Linked DNA regions of Hordeum vulgare: region 1 is linked to region 2. The links are chromatin contacts, called in public Hi-C maps. All regions are on one chromosome and are shown on one strand. Each heading gives the region's core, a stretch centred on a gene start, on an enhancer-like site or on the middle of the called end of the contact. The rest is flanking DNA. Distances are from core to core; before and after follow the strand shown. Region 1 holds the start of LOC123400998 (mitochondrial phosphate carrier protein 3, mitochondrial-like). Region 2 holds the start of LOC123402572 (probable E3 ubiquitin-protein ligase RHC1A).

Region 1 (6,127 bases), core at 870-3,369, 230 kb before region 2:
ATCACTCAAGCCACGGGCAAATCCAGGCTGTGTCTGCACACGGACCTTGACAGCTTCAAAGGGGCACAGAGCGATGTCAGCAATTACCTCGGCAGAAGCTGACCCTGCAAGGTAAATTAGGGTCTTGTACTTCACGGCATTCTCAGGCCCAGCCATATCTGAGTAGGTCTTCTTAAAGAACTCGTAGAACCCAAACTTGCAAGCCCCCTGAGCACTGTAACCAAGCAAGGTAGGCACCCATCCCCTAAAGAATCCCCTAGCTCCTTGCTCCTTTAACAGAACACCAAATCCAGATGTGATGCTCTTGTATTTCGCCGGGTCAATCTGCAACAATTGATAGAAATGGGTTAGATCCAAAGTACTTCGTTCACACCTAGTACCAGTTACAGCTTCAAATGTCAAAAGGAAAATCCCAAAAATCTTAGTAGATGGTACTTAAATGTACAATGCTAACTGGAATAAGAAAATAAAAATAAACAAATCAACAGTCCTAAACAAAAGATGGATAAGTATTAAGCTTGAACAATACCAATTTTCAAACAAACAACATTAGATGATCAAACTAGTGAACTTTAGTTTTGATCAATAGCCTACAGCCGTACAGTTGGTACTGAATTTTCATGTATGAACAGAAATGAAGCACATATAAAGTGATCACAGGCAACTCACACCCCTTTCAGGCATAGACTTGAATTAACTTATTGATGGACCGACAAAAGAGCTAAGCACCACAGATTATATGGTTCAGGTTCAGACATGATTTTATATCGAACCAAAGTAAAAAACCTTACAAAATGCACAGTCCTCAACATGATTTCTACCACAATACTGAACGAAGTAAAAGCTTAAGAATTGCACATTCATCAACATAATTTGAACCACACAATACTGAACAAAGCAATAGCCTAAGAATTGTGCATTCCTCAACATAATTTGCACGAGAATACTGAACCAAGTAAAAGCCTAAGAATTGCACATTCATCAACATAATTTGCATGACAATACTGAACCAAGTAAGCGCCTAAGAATCGCACATCCATCACCATAATTTGCACGACAATACTGAACCAAGTAAACGCCTAAGAATTACATTTTCAACAACATAATTTGCACGACAATACTGAACCAAGTAAGCACCTAAGAATTGCAGATCCATCAACATAATTTGCACGACAATACTGAACCAAGTAAGCCCCTAAGAATTACACATCCATCAACATAATTTGCACGACAATACTGAACCAAGTAAACGCCTAAGAATTACATTTTCAACAACACAATTTGTACCAAAACGAGACTACTCCGATGAGGAAGACACACGAATCAACTAGCAAGCGATGAAATGTACCTACTGGAAGTGCAATACTTGACTGCTAGCATGTACTCCTACTAGTTACCAGTTCCTAAGCAAGCGCAGCAAGCACATCTGGGCAAACCAAAAGGCATTCGGGGAACAAAACAATACACAAATCCTAGACAGCACCAACACGCGCGGTCAAGCGGAAACAGGCTAGATTTACGCATCCAGATCGCGAAATGCCTGCCTAGACGACGGAGGAGATCGAAACTCGCGCCCGCATCGAAGCTAACGGCCAGATCTAGGCGGAAACCGTCGGGTACGGAGCCCCGGACGCGCGGGGGAGCGCAGATCTAGGTCCCTCACCTGCATGTTGCACTTGACCAGGTCGAGCGGGGTGACGGCCATGTGGGTGAGGCCGCAGCTGGCGATCCCCCCGGCGGTGCAGGCGGCGTAGAAGGCCGGCGAGTACATGACGATTTTCTCGTTGGGCGCGCGGATCGAGAAGGGCCTGCCGCCCCCGGCCCCGCCGGCGCCGACGATGCCGGCGGCCGGGGCCGCGGCGGGCGCCTGGTAGGGCGACGGGGAGGAGGGGAAGCGCGGGGCGGTGAAGGAGCGCGCGGCGGGGGAGGAGTAGAGGAAGCTGGGGAGGAGCGAGTCGCGGGAGAGGTCGGAGAGCGCCATCGCCGCCGGGCCGAGAGATCCGGGCGCGGATTCGCGGGGGCGGTGCTTTCTGAGCTCTCTCTCCTCTCTCTCGCGTTCGCGTGGGTTTGACGGGGAGTGGCGGCGGTGGCTGGAATATATGGAGGCGCTGCGCGTTCGCTCCCGACTTGTGTTAATAATTTAGGGTATACGCTGTGGCTGGCGGCCGGGCACTGGTGGTGGGCTGGCCTGGCGTGGGGCCCGGCGGCAGTGTCCGTTCGGCTTGTGGTTGGTGCCTGGCGTCTGGGGCGTGGATCGTACGCGTTCCCCGATCGAACTTTGCACATTTTTTGACAAACCAAAAAAAATAGTTTGTGTATTTTGGGACGGTCTGGCCAAAGTCATCGCTAGCTGCTTGCCCTAAGCTAAGGAAAAGAGCCGTGGCTACTTTTCGGGGGTCGTAAATGTGGAGCTACGCTTTGCTAATCGCGGCGCGGGTCGCCGTCGCGGAATATGCAGGTGAATATTCCAATCCAAGGGAAGGGAGAGGGGCGCGGCCTTGCTCCGCCCGCCCGGTCGACGGACGGGACGAGCCGCCGGAGTGGATGGGCCCTCGCGTGGGCCAGGTCCGGCGCCCACCGGCGCGTTCCTTCTCTTCTCCCGTGTCGGTGCACCATGTTTTCGCAGCCTCGTCGGCACATGCAGAGGTGGATGGGAGTGTTATTTCCATGGAAAGCACGAGTCAAATGAAATCAACTCTGTTGGGAGAGTTTGTTGCGGGCTGCCTGGCCCCGGGACGAGATGGAACCACCTCAAGCCGCGGCGAAGGGCTGCTTGACTAAACGCAGAGGCGAAGGATGGTTTTTTGGCCGTCTCAAGAACTAGTTTGTTGGGAAACATTGACCCGTGCACGCCGCCGACAAAATACGATCGTCTTGTATGGTCACGATCTATGCGACAGCAGGGCAGGCGGCTCTCCTGGTGCGCTGAGCGGCGGCTTCGTCTTTAGTTGTAGGGTGCCGGTTACGGGTTGTTCAGATGACAGAGCCGGTGGCTTGTTGGATGTGCAGTCTTGAGGATCGGTGTGTTGATGATGCTCTTTTGGGGGTGGGGGAGTATCGGTTTTTTGTCCAGGTTTTCGTTAATTAGCTGGACAACCCTCTTCTACATTTTTAATGGATCTAATCCTAAGAGACGTGTTTAAAAAAAATGATCGTCTTTTGAGAAAATAGAAAGGACGTGTGCACGGGCGACTCGGGGAACAATAGAATAGGAGGTTGTTTAGCATCTCATGGTTTCCCTTATCTTTTCGTTGACTTTTTATGTTGTTCATAGATGAGGTCTTTTTCTTTTGAGTGTGGTTCATAGATGAATTTCATGTAGGCGTAGTCTAGTTAGTTAATGAATAGGGAAAGCATGCTCGTTAATTTATTACTCAATATATGGAATATCTTTGCATGACAATCCCCTAACATGTGTGTTGTCCTTGCAAGAATCGGAGAGCACTCACTTGACATTAGAAAAAGAGTCGCCCAATCAAGCAATTAGTTGAACTACATCAGTCGTCCAATCAAGCAATTAGTCTAACCACATCACATAAGTTGCCCAATCAAGCAATTAGTCGAACCACATCACAGGGCTATGGAGGAGGAAATAGCAAAGCTTCTGACGAACAACTTCAAGCAAGATTTTCGATGTTCAGATTGCTTGATCAACCTCGTCGTGGTGTTAAAGAAGAACAAGATTTGCTACATGTACGTTGACTACACTAACACCAAGAAGACGTGCCCTTAGGACCTGTTGGACCTGTTCCTGCTCCCCAGCATGGACCAAGTGATTGATTTCACTTTGGGGGTGTGAACATTTATCGTTTATGATGCCTGCTCGGGCTATTATCAGATACAGGTGAAGCATTCAGTTGGGAGATGACTATCTTTGTCACGCCACGTACACTGTTTTACTAGAGTTATTTACGCAAAACCACCACACTTGGGGGCTAGGGTAACATATCAGTACCACATTTGAGCCAGGTGATAACCCACAAGTGTAGAGGATCGCAACAGTTTTTGAGGGTAGAGTATTCAACCCAAATTTGTTGGTTCGCCAAAGGGAAGCGAAAGAATATTCTCAAGTATTAGCAGCTGAGTTTGTCAGATTCAACCACACCTGAAAGATTAGTGTCTGCAAGCAAAGTATCAGTAGAAAAGTAGTATGATAGCAACGGTGCCAGAAACGATCTATTGACGGCAGACTATTCCTAACTGTTGTATCAATGGCGCCATTAGGCTGCACGTGAGCGGATATCTATTCTTCCCCGACAACAGTGTCGGAAAAGGATCTTGCAACAAGTAACAACGAAGTAGCAAGGAACAGCAGTAGCAGCAACAACAAAGTAACAGCAGTAGCAACAGTAGTAGCAAAGTGGCCCAATCCCTTTTATAGCAAGGGACAAGCCTAGACAAAACAACGTAGCAAGGACCAGTAGTAAAAGACTCATAGGGAGTGGATCGGTGATGGATGAGTATGACGGATGTGATTCATCATGTAATAGCTATAACACGGAGAGATATGTAACTAGCTCCCGTTCGTCAATCTAATGTAGGCATGTATTCTGTATGTAGTCATATGTGCTTAGGGAAAAGAACTTGCATGACATCTATTGTCCATCACCCCCGTGGCAGCGGGGTCCTAATGGAAACTACGGGATATTAAGGTTCTCCTTTTAATAAAGAACCGGACAAACGCATTAACACGCGGTGAATACATGAACTCCTCATACTATGGTCATCTCCGGGAGTGGTTCCGGCTATTGTCACTCCGGGGTTGCCGGGTCATAACACATAGTAGGTGACTACAACTTGCAAGATAGGATCTAAAACACACATATATTGGCGACAACATAATAGGTTCAGATCTGAAATCATGGCACTCGGGCCCTAGTGACAAGCATTAAGCATGGCCAAGTAGTAGCAACATCAATCTAGAACATAATGGATACTAGGGATCAATCCCCGTCAAAACTAACTTGATTACATGATAGATCTCATCCAACTCATCACCGTCCAGCAAGCCTACGATGAGATTACTCACAAACGATGAAGAGCATCATGGAATTGGCGATGGAGGAAGGTTGATGATGACAATGGCGACGATTTCCCCTCTCCGGAGCCCGAAACGGACTCTAGATCTGCCCTCCAGATGAAGAACAGGATGTGGCGACGCCTCCGTATCGTAAAATGCGATGAAACCTTCTCTCTGATTTTTTTCCGGGCGAGACGGAAGATATAGAGTTGAGTTTGGGGGAGGTGGTGCCACGTGGGCCCCACAAGCCCTCACGGCGCGACCTAGGGGGTGGCCGCGGCTTGTGGGCTTGTGGCCCACTGGTCCACCTTCTCTGGTGGATCTTTGCGCATGTATTTTTCTTTTATTCCAGAAAAATTCTCCGTAAATTTTCAGGACATTCTGAGAACTTTTATTTCTGCACAAAAACAACACCATGGCAATTCTGCTGAAAACAACGTCAGTCTAGGTTATCAAAAAGATGAAAGATGTACAATCCAATTTCTCGATTCAATAGAAGCCCAAAGAGGTGCATATGGTACCCAAATAAGAATAGGATAGATATGTCAAAAGCAGGTCTGATTACACCTATTCCTAATCCTAAATAGAATGTAAGGACGTAGGGATTTCTATGTAAACAGAGTATCCTATTTCCATAGGCTCGAATGACCCCTTCTCATAATAAGAATGTGCACGGTCTGGTCCGGTATGGAATGAACTTATAATCTGATGCAAATTTGAGTCCAAAACAAGGGCAAAAGAGTTCGGAAAAGTAGATACGACGGAGACGTATCAACTCCCCCAAGCTTAAAGCCTTGCTTGTCCTCAAGCAATTCAGTTGACAAACTGAAAGAGGCAAAAGAAAAACTTTGACGAACTCTGTTTGATCTTGTTGTTGCAACTATGTCTAACTCATATCCAGAGTTTCAGCAAGATCACAAGTAAACCACAAAAGCAAATGACATCTAGGTCTCACGGTAAACTCATATCAATGGCATAATCAACTAGCGAGCAATTAATAATAAGCATCAAATGTCAACACTTCAATCAAAATAACATGAAGCAGTACGAATAGATGGTATCTCGCTAGCTCTTTCTGAGACCGCAAAACATAAATGCAGAGCACCT
Region 2 (6,186 bases), core at 1,151-3,650:
TTTCAATCATCCTTTGTATGTATAATATTTCGCACAAATATTTGACATAACTTAATTACTTACACTTATATAATACTCAGGTTTATAAAATATATACTAAGTATTTTTTTATCTTAAAAAAGTAGAGCAGGCAAAAATATGTAATACACACATTTATATATTTTTTTGAGGAAACACACGTTTATATAACACATAGGTTTTACAAATACCTTAAAATAATATGCGTGCACACTGGGCTGCAATACACACATCCCATTTAAGCTCCACATGCTCCCTTTGAATACATGTAATTTCGATATCGACATACCGGACCTGAAGGTTGTAGTGGCTACTGGCTAGGTCCCGTGGTAAACCTGTTGGTCGCTGGTTTGAGTCCTGGCTTTCTCCATATTAGTTGTTAATTTTTGCATATATGTGCAGTGTTGGTGTCCGGTTTATTCTATCAAATGAAAGGTGAGGGGTGTGTGCAAAAATCTTCGTGCCGAGCACTGATTGATGGGACCATATACACTGATACACTCTGTCAATAAAAAATGGACACACATATATACCCTCATAGTTGTGCAAAATCATTGCGTCAAGGATCATCACTCACTGACCAGTAGGGCCATACACACATATATACCCTCATAGTTGTATTGTGACCAACTCGAGTCTAAGTTAGGTGACAACAAAACCATATTTTCAAAATTCTAACATCGAACTAAACATGTGACGCAAGTTCTATGACTCCTAGTGATATTACCTCATTGTATTACTATAGAACTTACTTTAACCGAACTATCACATTAATGAAAGTTAAGCTAAAATTTCATGGTATCATATTCCTCCCCCTCCTCTATCGATCCCTCTCTACTTTCACTTGTTGCGGCTGTGACATTCCATATGGAGACCGGTCTTCGCTACCTAGACCACATCCTCGTAAGCGTAGCCCAAACAATGACTAGATCCAGGTCCATGTCGCCCTAGCTCGTGCTCGTATTTGCACAACCAAGTACACACTAGATGCATTCGTCGCCACACTACCTGGATAGGGGCTTCCAATGTCTATGGTGATCCATTTTTTTCTCGTGTTCATGGGAGAGTGTCAAGCACACATATTTGTAATATGTTAACTCGCTCATCGGCCTTCGCATCCCCACATCATTGGTGATGACGATAATGACTAATTCTGGTGTCAGCGGCAAGATCGATGATGATGTCCAAGTTCATCTCTGACTGTCGGATAAAAAGATGGCGCAAATTGGTGCCAAGATGGACACAACCGTGACATGCGGTCGTGTGGTGGTGAGAGATAGAGGCGGGACGAAGGTAAGGTCGATGACGATGTGGCAGGGTTAATGGTTAAAGCCATTATGCATCAGCACAAAAATCACCCAAAGGAACCCAAAGGACTAAAAGTGGATGATTTTGATAGTCGAGTGACTAGGTTTTCCTCGAATTGATGTTAAGGGACCATTTATATACTATCAATAAAGTTGAGGGACAAAAATGTACTTTCCCCTAATATTATTGACGGGTGTATTTATCAACAGTATTGATCGGTAGATAGTAGGCTAGTACAGTTGTTACAAGTGGCCTAGTAAAGAATTGACCGAGCCATCGGACAGGAGGAAGATGCTGGTGGGTCAGTGCCACCTGGTATCCTGCGTAAGTTGTGCGTCATGTTGATGAGACTCTCTTGAGTTGCCACTGGATAGGAGGACGATGTCGATGGGTTGATGTTGGTGTCCATCGGATCCAGGTTCGATTAAAATCAACGTCAACGATGCTCTAGAGCTTGGAGGTCGACAGTGGAGTGCTGGCAGGGTTGCACATTCTCATCTGAATTTCCTTGGCGCGTGGATTAAGTCACTGGATGGGATTACTAATCCAATGGTAATGGAGTTGCTGGTGCTAATGTAGATGGATAACTTGAAGATCATGGATCTCTCGTCGCCGCGTGTCAATTCTCGTTCAATTGCCACGCCTATCATTAGGGAAATAAGGGAGATCAACTCTTCTTTTTTTTGTTATACATGCTAGCTAGATTGATGTAAGCCCTGATTTTCTTATAATCAGCATGAGGGCGGAGTGTAGCCATATGTTACCTCCGCAATAAAGCTTCCATATTCAATGCCAAAAAAAAAAAAATGGCCGAGCCGCCGAGAAATCCATGATGCCTTTTCTTTAGAAAGAGGTTTTCTTTTTTCCTTTTTGGCTTTGAGCGACCTGGTCCGGTAATTTGTGGCACTTCTCCCGCGGTGGCCCAAAGGCTAGAGCCAATTCTGGGTTTCGGCCCATCCTGGCCTGTTTCAGCAGGGCGGGCGCGAGCTCGGTGCCGGAAAGCTGGCTCTCGGCGTTTCCTTCCTTCCTTCCTTCCCCTCCTCCACGCCCAAAACCAAACCGTCCACAGTTACTTCCCGCCACCGCCACCTCTTCATCTTCCTCCTGGCCGGCAAGCAACCAGAGCTCCCCCTCCCCGAGGTTCGCACCCCGCACAAGCCACACCACCAGAGCCAAGGCAAGCCAAACCGAACTGCCGATCGCCGCAGGATCGCTTTCGTCTCCCCGCAAAGCCATCCTTTAACTCCCGCCCGCCCGTGTCACCATCTCCTCCCGCGTTGCCTTCCTTTAAAACCATGCGATCCTCCCGCTCCATGCATCCCGGCGACTTTCCTTCCCAAGACCTCGCCAGCACTCCGCCTAGCGGGACGATCAAGCCACCCCACCCACCGTGTACGCGACGATGATGCCCGTGTACGGCGGCGGCGGCGGCGTGGTGCGGCAGCGGACGTGCCGCATGTACTGGTGCTACGAGTGCGCGCGGGCGCTCCGCATAATCTCCTACCCGGCCACCGACGTCTTCTGCCCGCGCTGCTACGGCCGCTTCCTCCACGAGATCGACCCGCCACCGCGCCCGGCGCTCCCGCCGCCGGGCTTCTTCCCGCACCACTTCGCGCCGCACCCTACGCACTACCACGACGGGAACCCGCGCCGGTGGGTCGTGTACGGCGCTGGGCCCTCGGTGCCCGGCCGCGCGCTCCGCCAGCTGCCCCCGCCGGTGCGGGAGCCGACGCGGGTCCACGCGCCGGCCCCGGCGCCCCCGCCTCGCCGGCGCGTGCCCTCCCCGCCGCCGGCGCCGGTGGCCACGCCCCCGGCCATCGACCCGGGGGACTACTTCACGGGGGGCGACCTGAACCGCCTCGTGGAGGAGCTGACCCAGAACGACCGGCCGGGCCCCGCGCCGGCGCCCACGTCGGCCATCGACTCGCTCCCGACGGTGCGGATCGCCGCGCAGCACCTGTCGGACGACGGCGGCGGGTCACAGTGCCCCGTGTGCAAGGAGGAGTTTGAGCTCGGGGAGGCCGCGCGGCAGCTGCCGTGCAAGCACGTGTACCACTCCGACTGCATCGTGCCCTGGCTCCGCCTCCACAACTCGTGCCCCGTCTGCCGCTTCAAGCTGCCCGGCGGCGCCGCCCCCAGCACGCGTCGCGCCAGCGGCAGCAATGGCGGCGGCGGTGCAAGAAACAGAGACAGGGAGAGGGAGCCGGCGACGATGGTGAGGTGGGGGCCGTTGTCGTGGATGGTGCCGGCGCGCGGGACGGAGGACCCGGACGACGGGTGGGAGTACGGGCGGCGCCGGCACGGCAGGCCCGAGGATGGCGACGCCGGCGGTAATGACATGTCGGCCCTCCAGTCTTTCGTTCTCGTCGCCACTTGCGTTTTCTTCTTCTCTTTCTTTGCCTAACAAGACCCATGCTGTGATAACTGACAACTCTAATGTACTCCTAATAATCCTCAATGGAAAAACGGATAAAGAGTTTATTTGCATTTTCGATTTCCTTTTTGGACCGTAAAACAGCATGCTTGTTTTTAAGTGTTCTGCTTCTGAATTTTTCTTTCAGCTTTCTACGCGTGGTGGCGCTCCCTGTTTCTTCTCTAGCCGTTTCCAGCTGGGATGCCAGCCACTACCCCAAAGACAACCTGAACGTGTTTGCTCAGTTAAGTCATCTGAATTCTGATCGTTGCCGTGCTTGCAAAACATCAGAAAACTGCCGCACATACACGCTTACTGACTTAACATTTTAATGGCTGATAATGGCAGGTAAAGCATGACGGACCCCTGTAAATATTCCCGGAGTTCAACAGCAATGGTGGATATGTACTGGAGATGCAGGGGACACTGGAAATTAATATGGAAATGAAATAGGAGATGTAATTGTGCAAAGAACGGCCAAAATGTAATTGTGCCACTCACAATGTCAACTATACAGAGAGTTATAATTTTCATTTTTAGGTCAGTTGAGGAGATTTATCTTGCGGCTAAAACAATCAGCACAGTAATCTCGAAGCAAAACGTGAAAGCACTTGAGCAAATCCCCAAAAGCAATCACAAAGGTGATACTTTCAATGGAATCATTCAACATAATAAGTATTATATGGTATGATTTGATTTTACACCAAGGGGCATACAAAAATTGACTGAATCAACTCACTGTCTCCTATATCAAATTAACCGACTATTTCCGGGAGGGCATCCCACCTAAACCTGACTTGAGCATGGTATCGAAGCCAGCATGAAATCCTGCAGTGTATGCCATGTTTTTGAACATATTCTGCAATCAAAAACATTTGCATTAGACATCTGCCATCGCAACGTATACATTATGCACAAAATATCATCAAGACGACCTCCCCATGTTTATATGTTATACTCCCTCCGTCCGGAATTACTTGACACTCGAGCAGATGTATCTACCACTAAAATACATCTAGATACATCAGTTGAGCGACAAATAATTCTGGACGGAGGAAGTATTATATATAGGGGCAAATTAGCATTCTGGATCAGGTTAATCGAAATCTAAACTGCAATAATACAGATGAATTTTCAGACAAGCAAGGGGAGCTAGTTTTATCTTGCGACACCAAATGAATTTTCATAAATATAATTCAGACACTAGGAGGTTAATCTTCGATCAGCAGATGACTGCAAATGGTCACATGTCTCGAGGAGATATCAGGTTAATTCATCATATACCCTTTTAGCACAACTGCACAAGGACGGAGTTACCTTGGAGTGAGGCTTTCAAGCCCTTGGGATTTTTCCATCAAAGAAGCATAATGAGATGTATCCTACCAGGAGATTAAATTCTCTCTACTCCATTTTCGCTTCAAGATATTACTAAGAACTGTTAACTACTAACAAACATCAGAAGAGAAACTAACCGTTAAACTCTCCAGATCTGGAGCAGCTCGTCCTCTAAAGTCTTCCAATTTTAAAATTTTAGTAAGCTCTTCCTCTTTAATATTCAATTTCTTTGATGCCTGCAAGAGAATACTTATCAACGCAAGGGGCAGGCATCATATACGAAAGCTAACATGGTAAGGTCACTGGATTACCTCGGACAGGAACAATGGGAAGATGACGTCAAGCACATCAGTTGCAAATATCTCAACATTTGCACCATTATTAGCAGGAACTTTACTCTCTGAACTTTCTGCCTCCTTGTTCGAAACTTTGGGCTTAGCTTTCACTTCTGATGAAGAACATAACAAGTCATATTTACTGTTGAAAGTTGAAACTTGAAAAGCTCCATAAAGCTTGTAAACAGATAATGGTTGTCTAAAAGCTTTGGATAAACAATAAGCAACTAAAAATGATGTATACTCTCTGTATAATATTTAATATTCCAATCCTAAAAAATTATAATTGACGTGCTACCGTTGGTTTGTCTCTATCCTGATAAAAATGTGTGACAAAATTTCAGGTATATTAGACCAGGTGGTTTATTCACTAGCTGGTAGTCAGACAACGGTCCATGACGAACAAGGTGCTTGTTTGCTCTGATGGCAGCAACAAACATTGTCTTAGCAGCTCTCAACCCTAGTTCTACAACCGTAGCAAGTGTTTGTTCGTTCAATATTTTATGTCATGCTCTTAGGCATTGTTCAGAACTTCAGATTTCCCAACATGACTTAGGCATAGTTCAGAACTTCAGATTTCCCAGCATGACTAACTATGATACTTGTGCTACATAGTACCATTACGTTTCTCCATGTTATTTTTTAGTACATGCTACAGAAATGCTTCGGTCGCACTCATACACAACTACAGCAATCAAGGCAGGCATAGCAAGATGGCCAACAGGCCAGCTCAAATAAATTTGGATAATTCAACACCATACAACTGAAACTGCAAAA

The links. Hi-C and Micro-C count contacts between places; a contact is called where the count stands out from the background.
Region 1: a Hi-C map of leaf shows a contact between it and region 2, with 2.9 times the contacts expected there. The contact joins the promoter of LOC123400998 here to the promoter of LOC123402572 in region 2. A contact is called at or near these places in 2 of 6 Hi-C or Micro-C datasets (leaf and seedling) and 1 of 1 datasets of contacts at active chromatin or transcription factors (embryo).

Annotation. Positions count from the first base shown.
Region 1 is chr6H:523,760,717-523,766,843 of MorexV3_pseudomolecules_assembly, reverse strand. LOC123400998 (mitochondrial phosphate carrier protein 3, mitochondrial-like) reads right to left here and starts at 2,119. Exons shown (of 6, transcript XM_045094714.1): 1 at 1,664-2,119; 2 at 1-324. The coding sequence starts at 1,981.
Region 2 is chr6H:523,531,562-523,537,747 of MorexV3_pseudomolecules_assembly, reverse strand. It overlaps LOC123402572 (probable E3 ubiquitin-protein ligase RHC1A), which reads left to right and starts at 2,400. Exons shown (of 3, transcript XR_006611305.1): 1 at 2,400-3,656; 2 at 3,888-3,983; 3 at 4,088-4,599. LOC123402571 (prolyl-tRNA synthetase associated domain-containing protein 1) reads right to left here. Exons shown (of 12, transcript XM_045096494.1): 10 at 5,386-5,519; 11 at 5,212-5,310; 12 at 4,329-4,598. The coding sequence ends at 4,503.